Linked DNA regions of Sus scrofa: region 2 is linked to region 1. A link is a contact called in public Hi-C data. All regions are on one chromosome and are shown on one strand. The core of a region is the stretch at or near the end of the contact, and the rest is flanking DNA. Distances in the headings are between cores, read along the strand shown. Region 1 overlaps ARMC2 (armadillo repeat-containing protein 2). Region 2 holds the start of CD164 (sialomucin core protein 24).

The links. A called contact is a pair of places that touch in the nucleus more often than the background predicts.
Region 2: a Hi-C map of heart right ventricle shows a contact between it and region 1, with 3 times the contacts expected there. The contact joins the promoter of CD164 here to the enhancer-like site in region 1. A contact is called at or near these places in 1 of 5 promoter capture datasets (liver), 1 of 47 Hi-C or Micro-C datasets (heart right ventricle) and 2 of 2 datasets of contacts at active chromatin or transcription factors (alveolar macrophages and skeletal muscle).

What each region holds. Positions count from the first base shown.
Region 1 is chr1:75,068,802-75,073,151 of Sscrofa11.1, forward strand. All of the region lies in intron 18 of ARMC2 (armadillo repeat-containing protein 2), which reads left to right. It overlaps SESN1 (sestrin-1), which reads right to left. Exons shown (of 10, transcript XM_021090855.1): 2 at 1,915-1,980; 3 at 516-716. Among named protein-coding and RNA genes, the nearest start is that of SESN1, 99 kb to the right of the region's middle. Within about 2 kb of position 2,215, at least 19 of the 83 cell types and tissues checked have an H3K27ac peak or open chromatin away from gene starts, as enhancers often do. A contact at or near this core is called in liver and skeletal muscle, where this site is marked.
Region 2 is chr1:75,455,842-75,460,191 of Sscrofa11.1, forward strand. It overlaps CD164 (sialomucin core protein 24), which reads right to left and starts at 2,299. Exons shown (of 7, transcript XM_001924626.5): 1 at 2,244-2,299; 2 at 1,775-2,133. The coding sequence starts at 1,952. It overlaps LOC102164525 (a long non-coding RNA gene), which reads left to right and starts at 2,403. Exons shown (of 4, transcript XR_300811.3): 1 at 2,403-2,493.

The DNA.
Region 1 (4,350 bases), core at 965-3,464:
TAAGAAAACTTCAATTAAGATGCCAACCATAAAACAATGGAATATTACCTATAAACTGAACATAAATACCTCTACTTATGTCAGTCAACTATTTATAATAGTGAAATAATCTTGTATTCTACTTTTTCTTTTTTTTTTTTTTTTTTCCAAAGCCTATGATTTTTTTTTTTTTTATTATTATTTTCCCACTGTACAGCAAGGGGGTCAGGTCATCCTTAGATGTATACATTGCAGTTACAGTTTTTTTCCCCACCCTTTCTTCTGTTGCGACATGAGTATCTACTTTTTCTCTTATTTAATAGAAAAGAGTTCTCAAGGGAGTATAAATATATATTTCCTTTTCTGTTATACGTGAGAGCATACTTATTTAGAAAGAGGAAAAACAGATACTACCTAACAGGAATCCAATTAGAAGTTAGCATATAAGTGTTTATTCCTTTGTTTTAAGTATTAACCATCTCTTTAAAAGATTAATAAAGCAGGCAGAAATAAATTTTCACTGAATGTTTACAAACCATTATTCCAATGTAGTGCCGATAATGCAGGGGTAATGGGCCATCCATTTGCAGTAGATAGTGTTGAGTTTTTAAAAAACTTTCTAAATATTGTGGGTGAAAAACCATCACTAAGGTAATATTATCCAGACGACCCAAAGCAGCAAAAGAATCTGCAAATAAAGTATGCATCTGTGCGTCTTCACTCCCCACTTGGAGAATCTGTATAAGAGAGGAAAGCCATGGTTACAGAGATTGTAAATTGGTGTTAGAAGAAAGAAAGTATGCATGCACTGCATTCTAAGTGTCATTTAGAGGCAGATTAGCGCTCTTTGATAACTCAGCTGGTAGAGCAGAGGACTGTAGAAGCAGATTAAAATTGGCTTAAGAGGAGTTTCCACTTTGGCACAGTGGGATAAGACTCTGACTGCAGCTGCTCAGGTCTCTGTGGAGGTGTGGGTTGGACACCCAGCCCAGTTCAGTAGGTTAAAGGATCTGGAGTTGCTGCAACTGCAAGGCAGTTCTCAGATACAGCTCAGATTCAATTCCCTGGCCAGGGATCTTCCATATTATATGGGTGTGGCCATAAAAAAATAAAATGAGCTTAAGAAAAAGAAGTTAGGGGTTCTCTTATGGCTTAGTGGGTTATGGATCTGGCATCACTGCAGCAGCTCAGATTGCTGCTGTGGCCTGGGTTCAATCCCTGCCCAGGAACTTCCATGAACTCTAGGTATGGTCAGGAAAGGGGAAAAAAAGGAAGATTATAATTCTACAAATTTAACTCAACTAGTAGCAAGACAGAAGAATAAACAGTCGCATATCTTGTAGTAGGGGAGAAACAACAAATGTCAAACATTAAAGGTCATCTAGATAAGCTGTTTGCAGGCTTGGCCAGAATCCAGATAAAGAAGCAAGATTTAGATGATCAAACTTGCAGAGCCTGCAAACAGACACTAATGCCTCTCCTTTAAACAACACCTACTCTCCCTTAATTTAAGGAGAACCAAAATTAACTAACAGCAAACAATTCTTGTGAAAACAAAGCATAGGAGCATTACATATTTAGTATTAAAGATCCAATCTAGCACTGATACCAAGTTTGCCAAGACCAAGTAACTCAGCTTATGGGCACACCTCAACAACATCTGAATATAAGCAGGTGGCACATCACTGGTCAAAAACAAGTCTTGCCTTTCCTCGATTAAATCTGGGTGTTAGAAAAGCATCACAAAATAGTAGAAATCAACATGACTATAACAGCTTTCTAATCTCACTGATTCACTGCCAAAGCATGATGATTAACTGTGATCAGCTCTGTTGCATATTGTTGACCAGCAGCTGTTCAGATGCCAAGAAGTGGGTCATGAAAGCTCTTCCTTAAAAGCATACAGTTCACTATGTACTTTTACAAACAACATACCTCCTTTTCTGGGATGAATCTACTTGGTCCGTGTCCTAGTGGTCGAGGAATTCTAATTCCAAGTTCCTAGAAAAGAAAATTACACCATCTCAGGCCTCCAGCAGTAAACAACATGAATTGAGGCTACAGGAATGGAAGGGAAAAACAGCCAGTTGAACAGAGACAGGCTTGTTTCGGTGGTTTGTTTTCAGGGCCATATATACATACCAATTCCTCTGTTTGCATCACATAGCTGACAACAGTTTATGACTCTGACTAAAAACAATAAAACCTGTTTCACTAAAACCAGAGTTTTGCATAAAGTACTTGGCAGAAAGTCTAGAACAGAAAGTTCAGCACACAGCAGCCAACTCTGTGGATTGTCAGTGATACAAAATAAGACCAATGTGTTTGTACATCCAAAACCCAACCAACCAAAATATCAATCCCTGTTCATCTTGTCAGGAAATGAAAAAACAGTATTCTCTACCTAGATGTCTTAAAGTGAAAGAAGTATAATTATTATTACATCTATAATAACACTTCAAAAGAACAGAAATTTTATGAAAAATTAAACTTCTCTAAATCCACAAAAGTACGTAGGACATAATTTCTATGAGAAATTAATTTTGAGTTTTCCTTAAATTTTTAATTTATAGGATCTCATCAACTTTGCTAATATTTTAGAGGAGCTCAACTAATTAAAAAATAAGGTTTTCTGCCTTTTGACATAGTGAACCTAGAATTCTATACTTTATGTGACAGTGTAGTGTGGTTAACAAAAACTGACAATCTAATCTTAAAGCTTCTATCTTTTCCCTCAGTAAGTGTGCTTATAGAAACAAAACCAAAATATAATTCAACTTATTTTTTTTTTTACAGGTCCATGTTCTATCAATTTAGTCTCGAAACAAACAACCCCCCGACCTTTAATAATCAAATATTAATCCTTGCTTATATATTACAAACAACTATTACTTCACCCTCTCTCTACTGCTTCCTAAAGTTCTTTGTGATATAACCAGATGCTTTCCTTTTAAAAGAAGAAAAAGATGGGGGCGGGGGGGGGGGAGGGAGGGAGAGAAGGACATGTGGCAGCAATTCAAGAAATCTGGTCCAAGTAAATGAAAACCTTTTGAGCAGAATACATTTTAAAAAATTAAGCAGGCAGGACAAAATGGAATAGAATCCTAATTAGGAGAACTCAATATTCATATTCAAAGTACACTCTATTTGCCAACTAAGCCTAAATTTTTATATATGCTTCCAATAATCTTATATCAGAGGCCAGTGATTTCTTACTCTGATAACTCTACACTTATACCTAAGACAAGAATGTCTAATAACCATAGGGGAGGCACTAAATTCACTGGTTAGGCCATGTATATGTCTATCCTATAACAAATGTAAGGGAAAAAGCCCACATTCCTGCTATTTAAAACATCATTTTGGCATAAATGCAGCTGTTTATATGAAATGATGACTCCTAGCCTAACTGCTGAATTTCTGATTCAACTATATACCTATCAAACAAAATAAACTTTGAGGCTAAAAATTACTATTTATGTAATAGTAATTTCTTTAAAATTTTTTTTTCATTTACTTTACTATCTTATTTAAAATGCATTTTATCAAAACACCTATTTCATGGGCTTTTATTAATTTTATACCTAAGAGACACCATTTTGATGGCTTTAGTATATAAAAGGTGGCTTCAAATGGGGGAGAAATGGATTATGAAATAAATGATCTTGGGAGTTCCGGTCATGGCTCAGTACTAATGAGTCCAACTAGTTTCCATAAGGATGTAGGTTCAAGCTCTGGCCTCACTCAGTGGGTTAAGGATCCAGCGCTGCCATAAGCCATGGTGTAGGCCAGCAGCTACAGCTCCTGGGAATTTCCATACGCCACAGATGGGGTCCTAAAAAGCTAAAACAAACAAACAAACAAACAATGATCTTGATACAACTGGAGAGCCAGTCAGGAAAAAGTGAAACTGCAGTCCTAACTCATACTTTACTAAACGATAAATCAGACGTAAGTGAAACCCCCCCCCCCAAAAAAAAACAACAGTATAGTACCAGAAAAAAAAACACTCATGGAGTTAGGCCCAAGAATGCCACAAAACCCAGAAGTCATAAAATAATTTCAGATTGATAAATTGATGACATAAAGACTTTCATATTGGAAAATTAAACATATCACTTTGTTGTACAGCAGAAAGTATCACCCTTGTAAATTAACTATACTTCAGTAAAACTTAAAAAGTTTGATGATAGGCTGCGTTGGAGAGGAGGTAGAGAAACAGCCATTCATTGCTTATACATTTCATTTTGTTTCTTTTCTTTCCTTTTTTTTTTTTTTTTTTTGCCTTTTAGGGCCCCACAGCATATGGTAGATCCCAGGCTAGGGGTCAAATCAGAGCTACAGCTGCTGGCCTACACCACAGCCACAGAT
Region 2 (4,350 bases), core at 1,049-3,548, 390 kb after region 1:
GGCTCTGAGACAAGACATAAGAAAAGGCTAACTACAATTCAATGTCTGGACAAATGGACTATAGAACTGCGCTCTGTCCATTTTCCTAGAAGCTAGGTGCCTCCAAAAAACGTTGTCATTTGCCTTCCCTGTACCTAAAAAATAGTTCTGCACAGAAGGATTGAATTTCAATATTTATCAGAGACTTGGACATATTTATCGGAGACATGGCACCCTTTGAGGACTGGGGGAGGTGGTCACAAAGTAGAAATTAGTTCTTCAGATGTCTGTATACAGACAAAAAATGCTAGTTGTTTAAATCTTTTGTGCTTGATGATGAATGTTTGGGTAGCAGAGTGAACATTACTTACAATGAACTAAATGTGCTCCCCTTCAGACTGCAGTTTGTCCAACTACCAATTACAGAAAATACAAATCATCTCCTTTGCATTCATTTCAATTACACAAATGCAATGAACATGTTTCCAAGCCTCTCTTTACACACACACACACCAACAGTTCAAACTACCAATATGCACAAATACAAAACATTCTGCTCTATCATCTTAGAAATAGTGTGGCAAGAATTTCAGTATTGTACTGCGATTCTCTTTCCTCATCAAAACATGTTTGAATTTTACCATCATACCTTTCTAAATCTAACAAATAACATTACGTATTTCATTAAACTCCTATAAAACACAACAACTAGGGAAGATATTGTAAAACAACACGATCAGCCTGAAAAAAAAATACCAAGGTAAAAATCGTTACACTTCAGCAATTCTTCCATCAAGATGCCAGTTACTTCTCACCCAATATTAATTAGAACAGCCAATCACACTAGACTGCAGGTTTTAGATATCTAGAGAAGTTCTTCACCTTATTACCTCAAATTTATCTCCCCCTCTCTCGTGTGTTGTCAAAGCACTGCCAAATTCTGCTAAGAGATTTAGTGTATGCCTAAACCAGTTCCCAGATCGTCTGTAGAGCTTAATAAAAGGTGTTCCAGACCGGGCTTTAGAAAATCCAGAGACCTGGGTTCGAATCTCAGCTTCTCAAACTACTAAACATAGGGTTTTGACACAGTTAATTTATCTCCTTCCATCTCCTAAGTTTCACCACCTATCTTTGAGTTTGAGATATATGCGAAGTACCAGATATACGAATGGGTATGGTACTTTTCCTCCATTGCACATATAGCATGGGGCGTATTAAGCTTTAATTAATTAAAAGCTCCAACCTCAAATACATCCCATACCTATCCGCAAAATCGATGTAATTAAATCCCAAGCCACTTATTTTTTCACACCCAGGTCTGAGGCACCAGAAAACGTTAACGTCTTCAGCGTCTCTTTCCCTCTTTCGCCAACCTCAGGAGAAGCCTGCCTTCGAAAAGAAAACCTGGGTGGACAAACGACTAACGCCAACGAGAGGGAATTCGGTCTCGTCGCCAACTTTGGAGGCGGCCGCCTCGCCCCATAATCAACCTCACCGCTGCCACCGCGGAAGGAAGCCACGTCCCCTCTTCCGAGCCTGAAGTCAGGCTGGGGATTACGAGGCACTTTTAAACAGCACCACGGCGCGGGATACTGTGAGGTCGGAAACCGCCGCCCCTTCCCCCCAGGGCGCTTCCCCACCTCGGCCACCGCGGCCACCTCGGCCTGGTCCCGGCTGGACTCGGACGGGCCGCCATGTTGCCTGAGCGCGGCCCGCCCGGGCCCCGGCTCCGCGGGCATCGCGGGCGGCTCCGCCCGGGAGAAGAGCGTAGGAAGCCCGTAGGACCGGCGCCCACCTGGTGCTGGAGTGGGGAGCGTCTTCGGCGGCGCGGAGGTTGTCTGGGTGGTGGGCGGTGAAAGCCAGGGTGTAGTCGTACTCGGAGGCAGGATGGTGCTGTTCTTCGCCGCTGTCAGCACGCAGAGCGCGGCCAGGCAGCCGACGGCCCAAAGAAGCTGGCGGGAGAGCCCCAACATCGCGTCCTTCGCGCTGGCGTCCAAGCGAAAGATGAGGTGCTCAACGGAGCGTGCGTCCCTCTGTCCCCTGCGGCGATGCCCTCGAGATTTCGCTCCCCCCGCGGGAGCGTGCCGGGGTCACGTGAGCTACCCCAGGGCCGCGGCGTGCGGAGGCGGGGCGCTGGCGACACCAACTGGAATCCTACGGGAGGGGGAACAGGAACATCGAGAGGAAACCTGAAGGAAGCTGTCCCTCCAAGCGACTGTATATAGCGAAGAAACTGGACAGACACATAAAATTCTTTTCTTTACCCTGAGACTGTCACAAGGATGCGGCTGGGCTTTTCTCGTTCCGGCAACAGAGAAGGCTCCCACCCCGTCTTGGATGGGACAAGCTATATGACGTAGCCACGGCGTCGTGGCGGTGAATCGGCTATACCCCACGTGACCCCCGGAGCCGCGCCCCTAGGACCCGAGTACCGCAAGGCGGAAGTAGTTTCCAGGCGTTTCGCTCAGGACCCGGGCAGGCATAAAGTTTGTACTGCCCTCGCGCGTTGCCAAGGTGCTTGCATAAGTATCCTTCTCAGGACCCGCGCGTTTCCCATTGAAAGTGGGTTTTGTTGTAAGTGACCTCGTGTTAGGAAATCCCAGGGAAATGGAGATACCGCGCGCGGTTCAGTTTTTGCTCTGGCGCCCACACTACGTGAGCGGCTGAGACACTGAAAGCGTTCTCCTGCTTTCCAGCCGGAGCCGCACACCATCTGCCTCTGTCACACTTTCACACCTTGAGTTTTCTGAGTCTCTCGCGGTTTCAGCCAGTGAGCGGTGGCAGCCGCCGGTCCGTGCCACTGCTATAGTGGAAGCATCAAAGACGGTAGAGTTGGAAATCCATCTGGGTTGTTCCCACCCCCACTTTACAGGTGAAGAAACCGAGACTCAGAAAAGTGACTCGACTGAAAGGCACAATTGCTTGGCGTCATGGCTGGATTTTGAAATGCCTGTTAATATTCTGCCACTGCTCAGGCTTTTAGTAGGGATGAGCGCCATCTGATGCTCAGTCTCACAAAAATATTTACGCGTACAGCCATGCTTCTATCAAATGGTAAAAGTTGGATTATAAAGCTGTTTTCAGCTATTTGTATTTATCATTTAATTTTAATTGCGCACACCTATCCTAAAAAGAAAAAGTAACGCAACATCAGTAGCTTTTGTGAGATGTACCCCGCTATGGAATCCACCCCCCCCCAAAAGATGACTGTGTAAGCTATTTACCTTGTTTACCTAAACTTGAAGGCTTTCCTAAACCTACAATCAAATCAGTGGGGTGCTTGTGTACCCTCCTGACTATAAACATTTGTTCCATGAACTAGGCTAGTTAGAGATTGCTTGGATGTAAGCCAGAAACTCGTTTTTTTACTGGTCCAACTTGCCATCCAAAGCATGAGAGTACAACCAAGTAAGTAAGTGAGGTCTCATCATCAGCCTTCAAACCTATCTCTTCAGTCAGGATTCCTCTCACACAGTATTTATTTAGCACATGACCATCTGATACCAGACCAAATGAAGGCACTAGTCAACTTTTTTTTTAATGTTGAAAATGTAATAGAAGTTCTGTTTTCTTCCCATACCCGGATGGATTGTCTCCATGCTAAGATGAAAACACGCTATTGTGGAGGCCACTGTTTTACAGTTTGCCACGGGGTGTTCAACTCTAGTTGTCAAATTTTTGTTGGTCTTCGTAAGGGGACATTTCACTCTTGTTTTTAAGACTAAAAAAGCATCAGCTTATTTAGCACAGCATCTGTTGAGCCAGGTCAAGGAAGACTTCCAAAGTTATTTTCACCATTTCAAACCAAGGACTGGCATCTAAAATAGAGTTTTTGGAGTTCCTGTCGTGGATGAGCAGAAACCAATCTGACTAGCATCCATGTAGGTTGCAGATGTGGTTTGGATCTGGCATTGCTGTGGCTGTGGCGTAGGCCAGCAGCTACAGCTCTGATTCATCCTCTAGCCTGAGAACCTCCATATGCCATGGGTGTGGCCCTAAAAAGACAAAAACAAATTTTTTTTAATAAAATAGTTTTTTTATATTGACGATAATTGATTTACAATATTGTGTTAGCTTCAGGTGTATAGCAAAGTAATTTTCATTATTTCTCCCCTTCCCCTTTGGTAACCATAAATTTGTTTTCTATGTCTGGAGTCCAGTTCTGTTTTGTAAATAAGTTCATTTGCATTATTTTTAGATGCCACAGATAGTATTTGTCTTTCTCTATTGACTTGATTTAGTGTGATAATCTCTAGGTCTGTCCATGTTGCTGCAAATGGCATTCTTTCACTCTTTTTTTATTTTTAGTGGCGGGGTAATATCCCACTGTGTGTGTGTGTGTGTGTGTGTGTGTGTGTGTGTGTCTTTCTT